2 separate regions of the Mus musculus genome follow, and region 2 is linked to region 1. Evidence: chromatin contacts called from public promoter capture Hi-C data. All regions are on one chromosome and are shown on one strand. The core of a region is the stretch at or near the end of the contact, and the rest is flanking DNA. Distances in the headings are between cores, read along the strand shown. Region 1 holds the start of Hoxd3 (homeobox D3). Region 2 overlaps Agps (alkylglycerone phosphate synthase).

What was found. Promoter capture Hi-C pulls out the DNA fragments that hold promoters and counts their contacts.
Region 2: a promoter capture Hi-C map of frontonasal cranial neural crest shows a contact between it and region 1, with 6 times the contacts expected there. The contact joins the enhancer-like site here to the promoter of Hoxd3 in region 1. A contact is called at or near these places in 8 of 39 promoter capture datasets (the C10 cell line, cranial neural crest, embryonic stem cells and 4 more), 3 of 484 Hi-C or Micro-C datasets (cerebral cortex, cortical neurons and palatal mesenchyme) and 1 of 115 datasets of contacts at active chromatin or transcription factors (embryonic stem cells).

What each region holds. Positions count from the first base shown.
Region 1 is chr2:74,710,204-74,714,749 of GRCm38.p6, reverse strand. Hoxd3 (homeobox D3) reads right to left here and starts at 2,757. Exons shown (of 3, transcript NM_010468.2): 1 at 2,434-2,757. Gm38462 (predicted gene, 38462) reads left to right here and starts at 2,692. Exons shown (of 2, transcript NR_164327.1): 1 at 2,692-2,780. Hoxd3os1 (homeobox D3, opposite strand 1) reads left to right here. Exons shown (of 3, transcript NR_027899.1): 2 at 349-479; 3 at 4,469-4,546.
Region 2 is chr2:75,868,087-75,872,632 of GRCm38.p6, reverse strand. It overlaps Agps (alkylglycerone phosphate synthase), which reads right to left. Exons shown (of 20, transcript NM_172666.3): 10 at 4,220-4,328. Among named protein-coding and RNA genes, the nearest start is that of Gm34861, 38 kb to the right of the region's middle. Within about 2 kb of position 2,697, at least 24 of the 459 cell types and tissues checked have an H3K27ac peak or open chromatin away from gene starts, as enhancers often do. A contact at or near this core is called in embryonic stem cells, where this site is marked.

The sequences.
Region 1 (4,546 bases), core at 1,508-4,007:
TTTGAAACAATGGTATCTATTTTTATCATTTCCGAAAAAGTGCACCTAAATTGGATTTAAATCGGAATTCCGAGTTCTTGGTTGCTTCTCCACAGCTTCCTGTGCCCCCGAAAACCCTCACTGGCCTCCGCCGCACTGCGACAAGGCCGTAAACACCTCTAACAGCTGCCTGCCAGCCCAGGGTGAAATACTGTCTTTGTTCCGGTTTCCCCTGCCTCTTGGACTCAGAGAACAGAATTCTGGCAAAATATACGTATTAGTAGAAAGATATGATAGGAAAAAGACGGTTGATTTTCAGCCAGTTTTCTTGGCTACGTTTGTAATAGCGAACTTTGCTTTATTTCCTAGACTTTCCAGAGACTGCACTCCCAGCTCTTGTGTCCACCCAAGAAGAAACCAAGGCCAGGACATTGGCTCCCCAGTCTATAAATAGAAGTTTGGACCCAGGACGCTGGGAGTTTTGCCCAGAAACCTCTAAGGTCTTAGGCTCCGAATAATCTTTAAATTTCGTTTCTTTTTCTCTCCGGTTTTCTTTCCTTTTTTGTTTATTTTTTGTTGTTAGGTTCACAGAGACAATGAAGGCAGTTATGGCGGTGTCAGCCTCTTAGCCTTTCCTTGTAGAGAAAATGTGCGACTTCCCAAACGTTTATTTCTCAAGTGGCAACCAACCGTTTCTTTCCAATAAGCTTTGAATATCACCACGAGGCTCACAATGATACCCTACATCCTCCATGTTTGCACCTGGCACCACCTTCCTCTGTGTAATCAGAACCACGTTCTTCACCGAAACACGCTGGGCCACCAAACCCAGGAAAAAGCAGCTGAAACCCCAAACCTACAACTTGGCCAGCCGAGCATCCAGCCCACCCCAGCCCCACCCAGCCTCAGAACTCCAAGTCCACCCCCAGCCCCACCCAGACTCAGGCCATCAAGTCTTTGAGCCCCACCCAACTTCAATGAACCTAGCTAGCTGCAGGGCCTATGGACGCAGTCAAGGAGCTTGTTTTTCCAAAGGGAATGTTTCCTCTTACTCTCAGCGTCATCAATGTGTAATAGGGAACTGCTTACAAGATACAGACGCTCCGAATAAAAATAAAATAAGAAACAAAAACCCACTCCAGAGACAGTGAGCCCTCTGAGTTACCGACCCAGAACAATTCTGCAGACATCAACTGGTCCTCCATTTTGAAATGAGAGTGATTCCATCCTTAATTACTAAAAACACCTTTCTACAAACATATCACCTATTGTTCACAAGTATTTGTACAGCCAACACTGTTATACTGGAATATCTGGGCAAACAATAAGGATTTGTCGATAAGCACGTTGGGGACTATGGCCCACCGCCATGTGCAGTCTTATGCGCAATGCGGCAGATTGTCTAAGGTTTCAATGTTTCCCTATGTGTTCCTGAAGGAACAGGAAATAGGGGTTTCAAAGTGCATCGTCAAATGCCATCCAAAATTTTGGGGAGTGAAACAACATTATGTTCTGCAAAGATTTTCTTTTTCTTTCTTTCTTTTTTTTTCCTGTGTGTTTGGTTCAGTAGTTTCGAAATAAGGGAAATATTGCAGTATGGTGTTTATTGGAAAATGGAAAAAAAAACACAACGCATTTGGAAAGCAAAAAGATCTACTCTTTCATTACTCTGACAAATGAGAAACACACGCGATGTTTGAACGCCGAAATGCCTCACATTTCTCAAATATCTATTGGGTTTATCCTAAAACCTGTACCAGATTTTCTGATATTACTTCCCATAGCAAACATCCATTTGTGACATAAAATAGTCCAAATTCACCTGACACATTATCAGATGCAGGAAGAACCTAGCTTGGGTTATTATTACCATTTTCCCCTTAAGAATTAGAGAAATGTTTTTAAATAATTAAAGCGTCTTTATACACAAGGCCCAATAAAATATAGATCCTAAAAATTGGCCTCACCCATGAAAGACATCCTGAATACACCGAAGTCTCCCCACCCCCACCCACGACCCAACCCTCGAAAAACACCTGTTAACCTAGGGTAGTTCTGACCACCATCAAACCACAGAAACACGGTATTCTATACCATACGAAACCTTTACTGACCCCACCCCTCACCCCCCAGCCCCAGCCAAGCTGAGGAGTCCAGAAACCATTTTCACATTCTTCTTCACAGGGCGGATTGGGGGAGGGGAGCTCGGGATCTGCGGGTTTCCAAGTCAAGGGATCTCTGAGGGGGTGGGGTGAGGTGAGAGACACGAAGGAGTCCCCAATGCACTTTTGAGCCTAGCAGGACCCTACCTCGAGCCCCAAGGGACATACTTTAGGGACGAGGATGCAGAGAGCGATCCCCAGGTTCTTGAATAACGCGGGGAGCTGGGGAAGTGGCACCCATTGCCCGAGGCGGTGGAGCGGGCAGCTCCTGCGCCAGCAGGGTGGCTCTTACCCGGAGGGTGCCGAACTGCGGGCGGTCGGCCCGGACTGTGGCTGGAATCCATCCGGCGCTGCCCGGCTGCGCTCACCATCCTCGGCAGGTTTGGGCTCATGTTGCTGGAGGGATCGGGTAGGAAGCTCGGGACCAGGGTTGAAGCAGGCGGTCGGCTCCCTGCTGGAGTGTGAGAGGCGGCTGGTGGCTCGGCGCCCGGGGCTCCTTCCGGGCTCCCCGCCGGCTCTGGAAGCGGCCGCAATCGCGACCGGGGGCGAGCTGCGGTGGAGTCGCGGCGGGAGCCCAGGCCGCTGCGGACCACGCGATCCCGCAGCCGGCGACTAGAGCCCACCTCTGCAGAGACAAAGGTTAGAAAAAGAGGGGGTGAGGCTCTGGGAAAGCAGAATGCGGGGGCAAATTCGCCTGGGAAATCAGGAAAAAGGCCGTGAAGGCGAGCGGCGCCTGCACATGACCAGCCGCAGCCAATGACGACCGCAAATAGGTCATAAAAAGGTCTATTACCAAGTTGTAAATTTTCTTCAAACAAAAAGGAATTTACTGCAATTCCTTGCGGATTTTGCACATACAGCTCGCGAGCGCCATGTTTTTCCTCTTCTCTTTCTCTCTCTCTCTCCTCTCTCTCCTCTCTCTCTCTCTCTCTCTCTCTCTCTCTCTCTCTCTCTCTCTCTCTCCTTACTACCTCTCCTCTTTTTATCTTCTTTTCTTTTCCTTTCTCTTCGGAATCCCTTTCCTCTCTTCTCTCTCTCTCTCTCTCTCTCTCTCTCTCTCTCTCTCTCTCTCTCTCCTCTCTGTGTGTCAGTTCTCTCTCGTTCTGTCTCTGTCTGTCTCTGTGCCTCCCCCCCCCTCTTTCACACACACACACACACACACACACACACACACACACACACACACGCACGCGCGCACGCACCACACCTTTTCTAGGAATTACTGGGCATTTTTGGTTTTGTTTGGCTCAAAACGTCTGTGCAATTGGCCGCCATGTGGGAGGGAAATGAGACCAGGCAGTGCTTAAGCTCCGGGGATGTCATCCCACAGCGCCTCCCCCAGTCCCAAGTCTGCCCCCCCCCCCAACGTTGGTCACTTGGCTACTCTCTTCCTCTCCCTCACAAAAAAACACTTGTCCAGAAGGAAAGCAGGCACTCTCAGTTTTTACCCGCTCATTTCAGGAAAGCCACATCCCAATACTTTACCCAGAAAACGGGGCTGTTTAGGCCAAGAGAGCACATTCATTTGCCACTTGGCTCCAACTTAAATTAGGGTCCCTCCCGCCTCCTACGTGTTTCTGTGGTGGGGGAGCAACCACTCATCCCAAAGGCTGTGAATGGTTTGGGATACTTGTCTACCTCTCTGAAATACCATTTTGAGCACCCACGATTGGGCTTTTAATCTATTGCCACAGAAAGGAAATTCCCCCCCCCCCCCATCCCTCACTTTAGGTCCTCGATCAATTCTTGCTTATTGGGGAAGTTAGTACTAGTCCTCTCTGCTCTTTCTTCAATCATTTCAGCCCCTGGCCTCCATGTTTGACCATTGAAAAACGCTCAATGCAGCTCTGGGAAGGGAAGGAGTTTTATCTGTTCTTGAAAAGAACAATCTAGGAAAAAAAAAATTCCTCAAAGGTTGGAGTGGTATCACCTTTGTATTGTCAGTGGGAAGCTCTCTGGGGAGCTCACCTGAAAGTCAATGGTATTGCAGGTTCCTCTCAGGAGCACTGCGACCAGAGCCTGCCTGACAGGGACCACTATCCTGCTCAGTCATTTTCAGAACAGTCTAGCAAGGTGTTTCTGAGTATCCGCATTAGATGTTGGAGCTCTAAGTTACTAGTGGAGATGAACTGAAGCATAGCGCCCCTTTGTGCAGGTCATTTGTATCCTAAGAGAAAGTTCTCATGAACTTGGATAATTTTAATTAAAGGGTTTCTGCCACCATCTGTCAGCAAAATTCTTAATTCTTGAAAAGGCCAGTGGGCTCTAATTTTGCTGGTCCATTAAAATGGTTTTTTTTTCCTCTCTCTTTCCCTTTCCACCTCTAGACACCCAAGGATTCAGCAAACATCCAAGATATGGAGGAGACACTAGATGTGAATTCTTATGCAGTGAATTAAACAATA
Region 2 (4,546 bases), core at 1,448-3,947, 1.2 Mb before region 1:
CCTAATATAAAATATGTTCCTATTAAATAAAATACCCCCAAAGGCTATGTGTCTAAACCCCTGGTCTCTACCTGTTGAGGCGCTGTTTAGGAGTCTGTGGAACCTTCAGGATCTAAGCAGTGAGAGTTACAGAATGACCCTACTTCTACCCAAGCCTTCTACTTCTTGGTCTATGGCAATATGATCAAGAAGTCCCATGTTCCTGGCACCAGGACTTCAAGTCACTGCCATTACCACAACCCCCTCTCCCCAGCCCTGTGACCAATACAAATGGTTCCTCCCACAAGTAATGTTGTGCCTGGTATTTAGTCAAGATGATAAAAAGGTAACCAGACAACAAACTGGCATCAGGAATGGGGTTTTGCTATACTTGACCATGTGGTTCTCGGGCTCTTGGATATGGTTTGTGAGAAGAACATGGAAGAGTGTGAAGTGGTAGTTTAGAGAGGTCCTAGAATGCCATAAACAAGACTTAACGGATGATTCTAGTAAGAGTTTGGAAGACCAGATGTTAGCCTTACTTAAGAGTATTCCCCATAATTGTCTCCTTCCTGGACTCTGGTTTTCACAGAGACTCCAAGTTAAACAAATAAAATAAATACGATGTGAGCTTGGGTCTAACTTCTTTCTTTTATATGGAATTGCAAGGGATTCAGAATAGTCAGGGGGGTTAAAAAAAAAAAAAAAAAAAAAAAAACAGGTCTCAAAGGCCTCACACCTCAGCTGCAAGATATAGAGAAAGCAAGCTGGAACTATTCAAGTGCTGTTAGAAAAAGCATCAACAGTCTAATCTAGCTGTGAACCCTATGAACTACAAAAAAAAAACTATCAGGAAAAATATGCCCACCTGTGCAATCACTCCATAAGAGGAAACCCATGCTATTTAATATTAAAAAGCAAGTATTTTCCTGAACAAATAAAGCCTCACATAAATTGAAAATATACTCTCAGGTAACTTCATTATTAAGAGAAAGTGTCAAAAAGAGTTAATGGGGATCGAGGGAGGGGTCACTGGTTAAGAGCACTGGCTGATCATTCAGAGGTCCTAGGTTTAATTCCCAACACTCACAATTCCAGGGCACCCAATACTTTCTTCTGGCCTCCACAGGCATCGCATATACATGGTGCACAGAAACATATGCAAAGACACATACACATAAAATTAAAAATAAAGGGGCACAAAAAGAATGGTGTCACCTGATTCTGAATCTGTCCTCTCCCTGTCCTCCCTGTACAAGGCCTATGACTTCAATTTTAGGAAAAAAAAAAGATTAAATAAATAAAACAAAATGCCCTATAAACTTTAAATTACCTCTAAGCAAAGATAAAAAGAAAAGCTTCCCTTCGACCTACTGTAGTTCTCAACACTAAAGGACTGCAAGTGTGAGAAGGACTGAAGGGATGCTTAAGCAGTTGACCACACAACAGAGCTGAGGGCAGAGGGGTCAATGGCTAACACCTGAAATCCCAGCATCTGGAAAACTGAGTCAAGAGGATTATAAATTTAAGACCATTCAGAGCCACACAGTAAATGCCAAGCCAGCCTAGGCTGAAGGGTAAGACCCTCTAAAAACAAGCAGACAAATAAATAAACAAAAACCAAAAAAACAGGAGCACAGGAAGATTAAAAAAAATAAAGTACAGCAATTTAAGGGACAAAGAAAATACATACAAAAGACCTTCATACAACAATAGTGCCAAAATATTATATAAAATCATAATCCTATACAGGTCCTAGAGAGGACCACATACCTATAAGGAATTGTGAAAAGGGCTAAGAAGCAAGTCAGGCATGGTAGTGCACGCCTTTAATCCTAGCACGCAGGAGACAGAGTCACGCAGATCTGAGCTTGAGGCCAGACTGGTCTTCATACAAGTTCTAAGACAATCAGAACTACATAATAAAGACCCTGTCTCAAAAAAAAAAAAAAAAAAAAAAAAAGAAGAACTACAAAGAAGAAAATGGTATGAATCAAGAAGAGCAATACTGATGAAGCAAGGAGACTGTGTGCACACATGTGTTCACCCTCAAGCATACACACAAAGCAAAGGTACTCACGCACCCACCTACCCACAACCTATCACCTACACACCCAGACACACCTACCTACCTGTACACATAAACCAACCCCCACAGCTACCACCACCACCATCACAAATAGCTAATCTATCATCAAATACTTGATATGATCTCTACCATGTCATTAGCAGACATTGTTGTTTGTTCTTTCTTTGTTGTTACTGTCAAAGATCAGAACTGATTGATAGGTTACTTCTTTACCAATGAAATGAACCAATTCAAGCTGAGTTAGAATATATTAAAGGCACTGGCCCTAAAGATGAAAGCCAAGGAAGAAGGGGAAGGGGAAGAAAGAGAGAAAGGGGGTATGTGCAAAGAAGAGAGAGGGGAGAGAGTAAGAAAGAGACCAAAATATCTGGATTATATAGAGAAGAACCTCTCAGCTGAAATTTTCAAGGTTGGGAGCAGGAACTAAGGGATGCTGGGAGAACCTGGAAGACAGGTCTGCTTTGATATGTAAAATATGCACCTCAGTCCCCAGTCCCAGGTCCTAAACCAAACACCAATGCATGAATGCCTTAATTATTTGTGAGGCTGAAAAGCACTGCAAAGTGGGTGGGGGTGGGGCTGCCTGGAACAAGAGTGCGGTCAAGGCTTGTCTAAAATCTCATCTTGAGCCTGCCAGAAGTTGGACCATTTCCGCCTTGTTCTGGGCCTCCATGTCCCTGCTCACATAGCCTTACAAGCCCTACATCTGCCAACCTTGAGGTAATCAAGTAGCCTGGTGGCCTGGTTACAGGTTAAACTTCTTTTCTCCTCATAAGGTCACATTCCAGTGTGATGGCTTGTACATGCTTGGCCCAGGGAGGGGCACTGTTGGGAGGTGTGGCCTTGTTAGAGTAGGTGTAGCCTCTTGGGTGTAGGCTTTAATACCCTTGTCCTAGCTGACTAAGAGCCAGTATTGTGCTAGCAGCCTTCAGATGAAGGAGTAGAACATGCCTGCCTGACTGCTGCCATGTTCCTGCCTTGATGATAATGGACTGAACCTCTGAACCTGTAAGCCAGCCCCAATTAAATGTTGTCCTTATAAGAGCTGACTGGTTATGGTGTCTGTTCACAGCAGAAAAACCCTAACTCCAGCAAGCACCTGGGATTCTTCAAATAAGTCATTCCCAGGCATTCCCACCACCTTGGCCCCACCCAAAGATATACATTCACCCCAAAGCCTCTACCCACTCCCCAAAGGATTTAAATGGCCTTTGTCCCCCCACCCCCCACTTAAATGAGCTGCTCAATGAGAAGTCAGTTGGTTTTTCATCTTGCTCACTGCAGAAGTCTCCTCACTGCCCTCCAACTTCCTACCCACCACCCCAAGCAGAGTAGGAACAACAGTTATTATAAGTGTTCTTTCATTTCTGAATATAACACTAAATGTTTCCAAACTCTATCTGTTCAACTCAAACCATCTTTTGAAGTAAGCAATGAGTTCTTTAGCTAAGTTAGAAACACTTTGTTTAAATTTATCATATTTCTCTAAATTTAAGGGATGTTCCTATTCCACAATCTGAAAAACAGGCCCAAGTTTACTCATACCATTCCCTTCTGTGTTTACTCGACAGCTTGCAAAACAGAAGGAATTACACATTTGGAAGATCTGAAGAATGGCATTCTAGCCTATCCAATATTAGCAAGCAAACAATGCATATTACTTACAAAATAAAAATTTAAATGACAAACAAAAGTTTAAAAGATACACGAATAATGGAATTTAAAGCAGTTTCTAAAATCATCCAACACTAAGTAATAAAACACATAATTATAGGAAAACAAGAGAGAAAGAAAATGCTTTGTCAGCCTGATAGAATTTAACTGTAATATACAAAGTTAAAATATTTAACCACTGTTTTTAAGATTCACTAAAAATTTTGAAAATAAAAACAAACAAAAAAAATCACACTGTCATTAGAAATATATAAGACTAAAGTGTAGAAGAAAACTGAGTAAGTCATTCTCAGAAAACCCTTATGAATTAAAATCTTTATGAATTAAAACATAGTAAGTCATAAAAACTCATTACTCTTTACATATATAAAGCATACCATTCTTTCAAAGATATCACAGACTGTGTGATATCACAGACTTTCACAAAATGAAGTCATTAACTTCATATTTTCCTAACAACTTTACAAATACACCAACCTTCAGATCCCATAATGAAGTGATGGATATCAGGGCCCGTTGACATACGAGGTCCTTGGGAGCTTTTCTCTATTACACCTCTAGGTGTTACCATTTTCATATGAACCACCTGTTTAATACAATGCGCAATATAAATTCCACACACCCGTTACATCTATGTCTGTACTTGCACACACACTCATTTATAATAAATTATACCTTTATAATAATACTACTTATTAAATAGTGAGCTAAGCCATAAGTTGTGATGACCTTCAGAATTCTCACATCTTTTAGTGATTTGTACACTGAGGATAAATATAATAATTTTCAACATTTTTCTAATAA